Regions from separate parts of the Muntiacus reevesi genome. Here region 1 is linked to region 2. The links are chromatin contacts, called in public Hi-C maps. All regions are on one chromosome and are shown on one strand. The core of a region is the stretch at or near the end of the contact, and the rest is flanking DNA. Distances in the headings are between cores, read along the strand shown. Region 1 holds the start of B4GALT7 (beta-1,4-galactosyltransferase 7). Region 2 holds the start of LMAN2 (lectin, mannose binding 2).

Region 1 (5,952 bases), core at 1,656-4,155, 270 kb after region 2:
AGATATTCCCATTTGAATGCAGAGTTCCAAAGAATAGCCAGGAGAGATAAGCGATCAATGCAAAGACATAGAGGAAAACAACAGAATGGGAAAGACTAGAGATCTCTTCAGGAAAATTAGAGATATCAAGGGAACATTTCATGCAAAAATGGGCTCAATAAAGGACAGAAATGGTATGGACCTAACAGAAGCAGAAGACATTAAGAAGAGGTGGCAAGAATACACAGAAGAACTGTACAAAAACGATCTTCACAACCCAGATAATCACCATGGTGTGATCACTCACCTAGAGCCAGACATCCTGGAATGTGAAGTCAAGTGGGCCTTAGAAAGCTTCACTACGAACAAAGCTAGTGGAGATGATGGAATTCCAGTTGAGCTATTTCAAATCCTGAAAGACGATGCTGTGAAAGTGCTGCACTCAATATGCCAGCAAATTTGGAAAACTCAGCAGTGGCCACAGGACTTGAAAAGGTCAGTTTTCATTCCAATCCCTAAGAAAGGCAATCCCAAAGAGTGTGCAAACTACCGCACAATTGCACTCATCTCACACGCTAGTAAGGTAATGCTCAAAATTCTCCTAGCCAGGCTTCAGCAGTATGTGAACCGAGAACTTCCAGATGTTAAAGCTGGTTTTAGAAAAGGCAGAGGAACCAGAGATCAAATTGCCAATATCCGCTGGATCATTGAAAAAGCAAGAGAGTTCCAGAAAAACATCTATTTCTGCTTTACTGACTATGCCAAAGCCTTCGACTGTGTGGATCACAATAAACTGTGGAAAATTCTGAAAGAGATGGGAATACCAGACCACCTGACCTGCCTTTTGAGAAACCTATATGCAGGTCAGGAAGCAACAGTTAGAACTGGACATGGAACAACAGACTAGTTCCAAATAGGAAAAGGAGTAGGTCAAGGCTGTTTATTGTCAACCTGCTTATTTAACTTGTATGGAGAGTACATCATGAGAAACGCTGGGCTGGAAGAAGCACAAACTGGAATCACGATTGTTGGGAGAAATATCATTAACTTCAGATATGCAGATCACCCCACCCTTATGGCAGAAAGAGAAGAGGAACTAAAAAGCCTCTTGATGAAAGTGAAAGAGTAGAGTGAAAAAGTTGGCTTAAAACTTAACATTCAGAAAACTAAGACCATAGCATCTGGTCCCATCACCTCATGGGAAATAGATGGGGAGACGGTGGAAACAGTGTCAGACTTTATTTTTTTGGGCTCCAAAATCACTGCAGATGGTGATTGCAGCCATGAAATTAAAAGATGCTTACTCCTTGGAAGGAAAGTTATGACCAACCTAGATAGCATGTTAAAAAGCAGAGACATTACTTTGCCAACAAAGGTCCGGTCTGGTCAAGGCTGTGGTTTTTCCAGTGGTCATGTATGGATGTGAGTTGGACTGTGAAAAAAGCTGAGCACCGAAGAGTTGATGCTTTTGAACTATGGTGTTGGAGAAGACTCTTGAGAGTCCCTTGGACTTCAAGGAGATCCAACCAGTCCATCCTGAAGGAGATAAGTCCTGGGTGTCACTGGAAGGACTGATGCTGAAGCTGAAACTCCAATACTTTAGCCACCTCATGTGAAGAGTCGACTCGTTGGAAAAGACCCTGATGCTGGGAGGGATTGGGAGCAGGAGGAGAAGGGGAGGACAGAGGATGAGATGGCTGGATGGCATGACCGACTTGGTGGGCATGAGTTTGAGTAAACTCCGGGAGTTTGTGATGGACAGGGAGGCCTGGTGTGCTGCGATTCATGGGGTTGCAAAGAGTCAGACACAACCGAGTAACTGAACTGATGGTGACCTGGGCGAGCTCAGAAGGAAGGGACCAGTGGGTTGTATGCTAGGTTAAAGGGAGAAAAGGGGCTGCTGGGAATGATTAATTTCCTACACATAGGGAAGTCCTCTCAGAAATAGTAGTTGAGATCATAGACTGTGCAACCAAACTATCAGGTCTTATATTCTGAACTACCTCTTCATGCCTTAGTTCACTTGTTAAAGAGGGCATAAGTACAATACACATAAAGACAGAGATAGCAGTAGTAAAGAATTTGGAAAAATGACTGGCACATAGTAAGAACTCAATGGATGTTATTAGCTATTTATTAGAAACCTTAACGTTTGCCTGGAAGAACAGAGGAGATCAAGTCTAATAACTTTCCCATTCTCTTTTCCTAGGTGGAAAGCTGGCCCAGGCAGGGGCTAAGTTCCCACTGTTGACAAGGCCAATATGGGAAGATCAATTTTACTCCCTTCTTCAGTTCTCAACTCAGCTCCACGAAATACTCCTCCCCTGGATGACAGCTGTCATTTATATAGCATTGATTATTGTGTCCATCACTGTACCAAGTGTGTGCATTTCCCCTTTAATCCTCACAGCAATCATATATATCAGGAACCATTTATATACTCAGGTGAGGAAACATAAGCTGATTGAGTCTTGCCCCCAAAACAACCAAACTAGGAGAGTCAGGTTTCAAATCCAGTCAAACTGTCTTTAATACCAGTCTCCAAACTACTACTTGGGGTAGTAGGCTGAACGCAAGACAGCCTTGAGCTTGGCCCTGCCCACCTCCAAGCTTGTTGCGGACAAAGAATGCACTTGGGGTGACGGCAGGACTACTCAGACGCGTTCCCCGCCTTCCCTTGGGAAGAGGAGGAAGATGCAGATTATCCCAGGGCGCTGGTTTGGAAGTCTGGAGTTTAAATCCAGTCCCAGCCCGTTGACTTGAGCGCTCTCCGGGGCCTCAACTTCTTGAGACCTCCAACGATCCCCGGAAGGTTACCAGTTCAGGCGGTTGCGCATTCACGTCTTCCTTCGGATGCGGAACCTTTGACACCACAGCTTCTGGGAGCAGACGGCGTCGACGGAGCAACGGATCCAACGGACCAAGGGGCGGGGCGTACGGGCTTAGGCAGGGCGGGAGGAGGAGGCGCCGCGTAGGCCAGGGAGGCCGGGCTGGCCCGGCTTGGGAGCTCTGTCCCCATGTGCCGCCGCCTCCTCCAACGATGTTCCCCTCCCGGAGGAAAGCGGCGCAACTGCCCTGGGAGGACGGCAGGTGAGCTCGGCGGCTGGCCCGGTCCCCGTCCTCCCGGGTGCCAGTTCTTTCCGGGCCACCGCGAGGAATCTAGGAGCCCGAGGCCGTTGTGACTCCGTCTCTGCGGGGCTCTCTGAGGGTCTGTGTTTCTCCTTGGGGGTCTCTGTCTGTATTTGGGTTTCTGTTTCTCTCTGCGTCTCTGGTTCTACCAGTCTCCGTCTCTCAGCAGGTCTGTATTTCTCCTTTGATTTCCCTTTGTGAGTTTCTGTCCCTCTGTGCGAGTCTCTCTCGTTATGAGTCTCTGTGTTTTTCCATTGACTTCAGTTTTTATGCGGGTCTTAGAGTCCGTTGACATTTCTCAGTGGATCTCTTTGTCTGTCCCAGGTTTCAGAAGGTCTGTATTTCGTTTCTCTGGCCTCTGCCTCCCCCATCACATGCCTGTAGACTCAGACCCTACACTTATGCTTCCCCATTCTTTGCTGGCCCCCCAGAAGAATACACCAGACAGAAGCTCTGTGCTTTGCCTTGCTGCCCACTGCCTGACTGGGACTGAGTTCTCCTCAGACTTAGCATTAGTTCATTTCCGGTGCAGCTGTACTTGAATGTGGCCTGCCCCGTGTGTTAGGTGTGGGGTTGACCCAGACCTCAGTTAGTGGTTGTCACTAAAGCAGAATGGGGATGAGCTGTTTGGCCATTAAGATTGGAAGGGACGCCCAGACTTCAGTCTTGAGGTGTACCCTCAAGTCTTCTCAGAACACATGGTAGTGGCTCTACACCTGGTGAATGACACCTCTTTCCCTCTATGTCTGTTAAGTTTGCCCAAAGGTGCCCAAAGACTTTATATAGCGAGCACAACTCTTTTATCTTTGGGAATTTTTAAGACTTGGTGTTGAAGTAAGAAGACAGGAATATAGTAGAAAGCCTAGACTGTGGATTTAGGCCTGGACCGGAATCCTCTTTAATAGCCTTGTGACCAGAGCCAACTTAACCTTCCTCCTCAGCTCTTCCATCTCTGAAACAGGGATCATCATATCTATTCTGCAGGTCTATATGAAGATATAAAGGAGATCACACATATATAGAAGTCTTGACACTATGCTTGGCACAGAGAAGGTGCCAGTTATCTTCCAGTTACTTTTGCAGTTTGGAGGTGCTGTAATCAGAGCAGCTGAGTATTCAAACCTGTCACTAAGGTTTGTGCGAGGGAAGAAAGGAAAGGTTATGGAGAATTTCCATTTCCTAATTTCTTCCTAAGAATTTTAGGAAGACAGCCATATTCCACAAAACTTTATTGGTATCACTTCATGCTTTTGACACAGGGGTACAAAGATCCATGCAACAGATGCATACTGAGAGAGCAGTTAAGAGTGTTGGCTCTGGAAGCAGCCTGTCTGGGTTTGAATCACCCTCTTATTAGCCTTGGACACATATTGATGAAGGAGACAAAACCTCATCTGCTCTGCCTCCCCGCCGCCAGAAACAGGGTGCCCTGGGCCTGGTAGCTGCTGAGACTGCAGATCTGGAGCTTGCCACCAGGTGTCACCAGGAGCAATTGTCAGTGTTCACTGTCCTGAGGAATTGGGATTCAGCTCTGAATTCAGTTGTTCAGTGATTTGGGCCCTTGCAGCACAGGAAGAGAGTGTCTGTGGGAATGTGATCCTAGTAGGACCGAGGGGACAGAAGGTGAAAGTGCATGGAGGGCCCAATCCATGCCACACCCCTGGATAACAGTCACTGCTTCTTCTCCCGAAGGTGGGATATTTCCTCATGTCCATCTCCCCGGTCTCTACCCTGCCCCCAGCAAGAGCCCAGAGGGAGAATCTATAGAGGTTCCAGCCTTCCCAGGCCAATAGCAGGATTGGCCTCTGCTCCTCCCCAGCGGAAACCCCCACCACATGACAATGGGGGGTAAGTCAGAAGTCCTGCAAGGTTGTCTTGCCACACTCCCTCTCTGCTGTGTGTGGGACCTGGGCCTGGCTTCAGGGTTGCTTCCAGTTGGCAGTTGTGCCTCTGGAGAGAGACGAGTTGGTCTGACTTTAGTGTGTGACAAGCATGCCCTGAATGCTTGATCCCTTCCTGTAACTCACTTAGCAAGCCCTCTGCTGTATGACTGGTGCTAAGTACACAGCTGTGAATCTGATTACCTGTGAAGAAGGCAGGCGGGGACACAGGTGATTTCAGAACTCTTAATTGCTTCAAGGAGGGCGGTACCAGGTACTCCAGGAACACAAAGGAGGGAGTATGTATCTCAGTCTGTTGTGTATGTGGGAGTAGGGGGGACAGTGCTGGCCATGGCATTGGAGTTTGGCCTTGAAGGATCAATGGGGTGCTTCCAGGCAGATGAAATAAGGAAAGCCATTTTAGGCAGAAGCAGCAGACTCTGTGAGGGCTAGAGCCGGAAGGAATACGGTGAGTGGAGAAGCTGAATTGCTCAGTGTGTAGCACTGGGTGAGTGGCAGGGAGCAACTGGAGATGGGGCCAGGTTACAGAGGGATTTGACTGTCAGATCACAGAGTTTGCCCATTATCTTGTAAACAGGAAGATCATCCATGAGATTTGAAGGGGTCTGAACAGGGCAAGGACCAGGTGAGACTTGAACTAAAAGATAGGCAGTGTGTGAGGGAAGAACGAAGGGTACTTAGGAGGTAGAATCTATATGTTCTGGTAGCTAATTGATAATTCTCAGAGGTTATAAAGTAAATTGCTTTGCTGATTATTTCAGAAGACAGGAAGCTGCGATTTTCTTGGATTCCTTAGTTCTTTCACTGCCCTCAGGAACTTCCAGAGAGAGGAGCAAAGAAACCAGATGAATTCCATCCATTTCTTTGTTTTTCCCAGCACTACCCCAAAGTGTAAGACATTCTGCTGGTCTTCTAGCTTCTGAAAGGTGCCTGGGTGCTTTTC
Region 2 (6,030 bases), core at 2,933-5,432:
GAGGGAGATTCAAGAGGGAGGAGACACATATACACCTATGGTTAATTCATGCTGATGTGTGACAGAAATCAAAGCAATGTTGTAAAGCAATCATCAATCAATTAAAAAAAAATAAATTTTTTTAAAAAAACTAAAATAAAAGTTATCCAAAAGCATGGGAGCCCCCTGGCGGTCCAGTCATTGGGACACCGTGCTTCCCACCACAGGGGGCCCGGGTTGGGCAACTAAGACGCCACATGCCTCGCAGTGCAGCAAAAAAAAAAAGAAAAAAAAGTTATCCAAAAACAAATTGAGACCTAATGAAACTTAAATGCTTTTGCACAGCAAAGGAAACCATAAACAAAAAGACAATCCACAGAAGGGGAGAAAACATTTGCAAATGAAGCAACCCACAAAGGATTAATCCCCAAAATATACAAACAGCTCATTCAGTTCAGTATCAAAAAAACCAACCAATCAAAAAAAAAAAAAAGGGCAGAAGATCTAAACAGACATTTCTCCAAAGAAGACAGACAGATGGCCAAAAAGCACATTAAAAGATGCTCGGCATCGCTCATTATTAGAGACATACAAATCAGAACTTACTGGGGCTGAGTCCACGCTAATGCCAGTGTGGAGATGGCGCCATGGGCAAGGGGCAGAGGGGCAAGTTGGCCACCGCCACTGCTATCACCACCAAGGGTAGTCAAAGAGCCGTTCGGGGCAGGGGGCAGGTTAGGGAGGGAGGGGTGGGTATCATTTTTCTATCTTTTCTGGGTGCAGTGGCGGTGATGTTCCAGGTCCCCAGAGCGACGCTGGCTGCTGCCTACCTGGGGAGAGGAACGCCAGCTCCTGAGCAGGCCCCCTTGGGGGAGGAGGGACGACCACTGACCTGCCAGGAAACTGCCTCCACTGGCCCAGGTGTGGAACCTGAGAGCACAGCCACCACTAGTGTAGCTTCCGTGAGGGAGCAGATAACCCTGCATGCTGAAGAAAACTGGAACCCTATCATGATTTTTGCCCTGTAATTCCTTGATGGCCTCAGATGACTTCAAACTTTTCTTTTGGCAAAGAAGAGTGCTCTTAATGGATGTACGTATGGGAGAAAGCAAAAGGGGTTTTGGTTTCTTGGGAAAGAAGGAACCTCCTTCTGTTTAACTGCTACCTCTTTCGTGAAGCCACATCCACCCCAGCCTAAAGACAATAAGTCAACTCTCTCCTGAACTTCTTTAACACTTTATACCACTGCTCTGACTCTCATCATATGATCTTTGGGAGGATATAATAAAAAACTACCTAAGGATTAAAAAAAAAAAACTGCAATGAGGTATCATCACCTCACACCAGTTAGAATGGACATCACCAAAAAAATCTAAAAATAATAAATGCTGCAGAGGGTGTGGAGAAAAGGGAACCCTCCCATGCTGCTGGTGGGAATGTAAACTGGTATAGCCACTATGGAGAACAGCATGGAGATTCCTTAAAAAACTAAAAACAGAACTACAATATGATCCAGTAATCCAACTCCTGGAAATATCTGGAGAAAATCATAGTTCAAAAAGACACATGCACCCCAATGTTCATCACAGTGATATTTACAATAGCCAAGACACGGAAGCATCCTAAATGTCCAGCAGCAGAGAAATGGATAAAGAAAATGTACATATATACAGTGGAATATTACTCAACCATAAAAAGAATGAAATAATGCCATTTGCAGCAACATAAATGAACCTAGAGATCATTCTAAGTGAAGTAAGCCAGACATCAAAAGTCAAATATCATATGCTACCACTTCTATGTGAAATCTAAGAGAAAAAAAAAAAAAAAGATACAAATGAACTTATTTACAAAACAAACAGACTCACAGACTTGGAAAAGAAACTTTTGGTTACCAAAGGGAACAAGTAGTAGGGGGAGGGAAAAATTGGGAGTTGGGGTTTAATAAATACACACTACTATATATAAAACAGACAATCAACAAGGACCTACAATACAGCACAAGGAACTTTACTCAATATTCTGCAATAACCTATATGGGAAAAGAACCCGAAAACAAAATGGATATTTGTATAAATGAATCACTTTGCTGTATACTTGAAACTAACACAATACTGTAAATCAGCCATAATATAAAATGAAATTAGGGGCTTCCCTGGGGGTCCAGTGGCCAAGACTCTACGCTCCCAAGGCAGGGGGTTCAGGATCAATCGATCCCTGGTCAGGGAAGATTCTGCATACCGCAAGATCAAAGACCTCTGTACCGAAATGGAAGACCTGGCACAGCCAAACAAACATAAAATGAAAATTTTTAAAGTTATATGACAGAATAAAGTGAGAGAATGTGACTCCAGGGGAAACAGGGTAGTTATTGAAGTACTCTCTGAGTGGGTGGCACTCGAACTAAAACTTAACAAGTGAGGAGAAACCAAGCAAGCATGAAGAGCCAGGAGATGGTGTTCCAGACAGAAGCTACAAGTGCAAAGGTCCTGAGGCAAAACGGCAGCCAGAGAAGTTGGGAGAATATTAACCGAGAGGAGGACTGGAGATGCGAGGCACTGGGGGCCAGATCGTGCAGACGCAGTGCATGTTTATCCGTTCACAGGAGACCCCAGGCTCTGAGGATCAGAGTGAAAGCTAAGCAAGGATCCCCCAGGCAGGAAAGAGAGGAGGAGGAGAAGCCACACGCAGACGAGGCAACACAAGGATGGTGTGGGCTCTCAGAACTACATGGGGAGGTCATTCAGAGAGACCAAAGAGCGGGGTGATGGATAAAACTAGGACACTGGCCAACTGCTTAGGCCATGGAAAGGGTTGGGATCAGACAGGTTGAAGGGAGGAGTAGGTTCTGCCCCCAGTTATTCCCCTTGCACCCGTTCCTGACCTTCCTTGGTGTGGTGTCTGTGCAGCAGCAGATCTCGGCCACTGCTTATGTATGACATGCCTGCAACCCTTGAAGGTCCATAACCTCTGCAGCAAAGGTCACAGAAACTAAAACTGCCCATGAGTCCACTGATGGCCAGACCCTCAATCAAGCACTGAAAAAGAGGACGGATGTCTGCAAGATTTTTAATGGGTTCCTCCACCATCCAGGCTGCGGTCAAGTGTAGCAAGTGAATGGCTGGACTTGGAGATGAGACAGAACTTAAATGTTGTTTACAGCCATTTATTGTCTATGTTTGCTCTGCTTATGCAGAGTCACGAAAGCCATCTATATCAGTCTGAGAACTAAGTGCAATAAGGCACGTTAAAGTCAGTGCCCAACACACATAAAACACCCAATAAAGACCCCACTCCTTCCCTTTATCCCACTAATGGGAGGGTTCAGTTGAAGCAGCTCCACTATTTGCTGGCTATGTGACTTTGAGCAAGGCACTTTCAACTGAGTCTTAGCTTCTTCAGCCAGTGAAACGGAGATAACATCAGTTACTTTACATGACTTTTGAAGGAATAAAAAAACAGGTGCACAAAGTGTCAAGAACAGCTCCTGACATGTGGTAACTTCAACAGCCATCACCTGTTACTACTGGCAAGTACTAAGGCAAGGGACCAAGGGGGCGGGGGAGCAGGGGGGCCTTCAAATCAGGCTCAGGCCTGCTGAAGACTAACTGCAGTGGCTTACTTCATGGTCTGCCTCCCCTCTTAGGAACCACTCACCAGGTGGTTCCAGATAGAGCCCTCTTTGCTGCGCTCGTCAGGGGTCAGACGCACATACTGGCTCGTGAGCATCGTGCTTCCTTGGAAGTCCCAGAGGAGCGTGGAGCTGGAACCGATCCCTGCAGACAGAGACAAGGACAGACAGCTGCCTAAGAGGCCGGGCCAGGACTAGCTTTGCCGAGGCAGGGAACCCACAGGGCTGCCCTGATCAGAAGAAAGAGCATCCCTTCCCCAACTCCGTCCAGCCTCGACCTTACCCTAAACTCATTCCCGCAACAGGCCTCACCATGATAGGGCTTGATAAGCGAATGCTCCCGCTTGAGATGTTCACTGTTGCCGTCAGTTATATCCGCAGCCACCGGCCCCAGCAACAAGAGGAAAAGCAGAAGTATAGTGGGGCCTGGGCCGGGGCCGCGAAGCCCAGACCTCCCTGGGCACCGCCAGCCCCAGCCCCAGAGCCAAATCCAGCCTGCTACCGCCGCCGCCGCCATTCTCTGTCCCTCTCGGCCACTTCCGTCCTAGGACTTCCGCCTTCCGGGTGTTCCATCTAATAGCCTCCGGCCCGAAACCCACCAACCCTAGTGTCACCTGGGAACTCCCAGCAAAAGCAAAGGCTCGCTGCCGAGTGGACGACGGCTTTATTTGCTAAGCAGCCCCCTATCCTGGTCGAGTGCCTTGGCGACTGCGAGACACCTGTCAACCAGCCTCAGCAATGGGTTCTTAGGAGCGACAAGAGCAGCAACCAATCATGGAACAGCACGTTCGGTTTGCGGGCCAACGGGGAGCGGAAGGATGATTTGTGTAGGCCGGCTGCGCGGGGTCGTCTGTGAAGCGGGGCATGCTGGAACTTGTAGTTTTTATGGGCCCCTAGAACACTTGACCTCTGGCCACTGGTCAGCTCTGTGGGGTAATCTTTCCCAGTCAGAGGAGAGAGGAGTTCTAAATTGAAGGTGGAGGCCTGAATTCCAACTTCTGCGCCGTATAGATCTCAGGCGGGGCTTTTTCGTCTGTGGCTCCAAGCCTTTGCAAACTTAGAATTCTGTTATTTGGTGGCGTCCACTGCTCGTCAGGCCCAATTGGATTTCAGCAGAAGGAGGAGGCCCGAAGTCCCATCCCTGTGATGGCTGGGGCCCATTCATATCCAAATGATTGTAGCGGGTCCCCTCCGTGAAAGATCCAGCGATGCTGACTGGACCAAAGGTGGGAAACAGGTGGCCCACAGCTGAACAGAGCTCTTACTGGTGCTATTTCGGTAAATGGCTCAACTACTAATATTTTAAATCGAGATAAATCGTTATTTAAAACCCAAATTTCCAGCTTCTCAGGAAAAATCAGAAGACCCAACCACACTTGGGTCATGGGGATGCCCTGCTAAAAATGCCTTATTTTTCAAAGCTCCTGTCCACTCTGGCCACTAATTTACAGCACCTGCCTGGCCCCCTAGACACTTGAATTAATAACCCCTGTTATAGATCACAGGGTGGAATCGTTGGTTGCTTGCTCCTTTAAAAAGTTGGCCCCCTCTCTTTTAAATTGCTGTTCTCTGCCTCAACAGCACATCTTAAAAAAAAACAAAAACAAAAAAAAAACTGTTTGCCTGCTCCAGGTCTTAATTGCAGCACACAGGATCTTCAGTTTTTAGTGGTAGCATGTGGGAATTTTTTTAGTTGCAGCATGTGAACTCTTAGTTGGCAGGACCTAGTTCTCTGACCAGGGATGGATCCCAGACCCCTACATTAGGAGGACAGAGTCTTAGCCACTGGACCAATGTAGGAGATAGATGGGCTCCAGGTTAGACATTTACAACTGCATTACAATACAATTGCATTTCATAGGGCATGAAGAAGTGGGCTTCAGGCTGGATACTAACAACTGTTAGCACTTCTTGAGACAAGAGATAGGTGGACTCCAGTTAAGGCATTTACAACCAGCTTACTGTTTGCCCTCCAAAACGGAAGTAACAGCAGAAACAGGGTAAATAACCAGTGTTTTCCTCTTGTAAACACCTTAAGGTAACAGTCGTGGCAAGGACAAAGAGGAACAAAATCCTGTTTGAGTAAAGGATTGTAGGATCTCCGTTCCCCCCTCTTTTGGGACAAGGGAGATGTTACACCTGTGCAGAAAGACTGCTTGTGGGTCAAAAATCAGGGGATAATGCCAGGCCATAGTGCGTCTTGCTCCTGTCAGAAGTCTTCACCTAGAGATACATTTTGGCTGAAGGGTGCAAGCGCACCCAGGGGAGTATCCCAGAGTAGGCCAGGTGTGAAAAAAGAAACCAGATAATTGGCCTGAAGGAAGACAAAGACCTGGAAGAACTGCCCTATATAAATGGCTTAACTGCCTGTTTGTTGTGTTCCTCTTCACTAATGGGGACGCCCACACCCTTTCTCTCCA

Evidence for each region. Hi-C and Micro-C count contacts between places; a contact is called where the count stands out from the background.
Region 1: a Hi-C map of blood shows a contact between it and region 2, with 5 times the contacts expected there. The contact joins the promoter of B4GALT7 here to the promoter of LMAN2 in region 2. A contact is called at or near these places in 2 of 3 Hi-C or Micro-C datasets (blood and muscle).

The regions. Positions count from the first base shown.
Region 1 is chr1:216,962,107-216,968,058 of mMunRee1.1, forward strand. It overlaps B4GALT7 (beta-1,4-galactosyltransferase 7), which reads left to right and starts at 2,906. Exons shown (of 7, transcript XM_065918308.1): 1 at 2,906-3,069; 2 at 4,801-4,956. The coding sequence starts at 3,020.
Region 2 is chr1:216,691,007-216,697,036 of mMunRee1.1, forward strand. It overlaps LMAN2 (lectin, mannose binding 2), which reads right to left and starts at 4,183. Exons shown (of 8, transcript XM_065918270.1): 1 at 3,923-4,183; 2 at 3,637-3,755. The coding sequence starts at 4,127.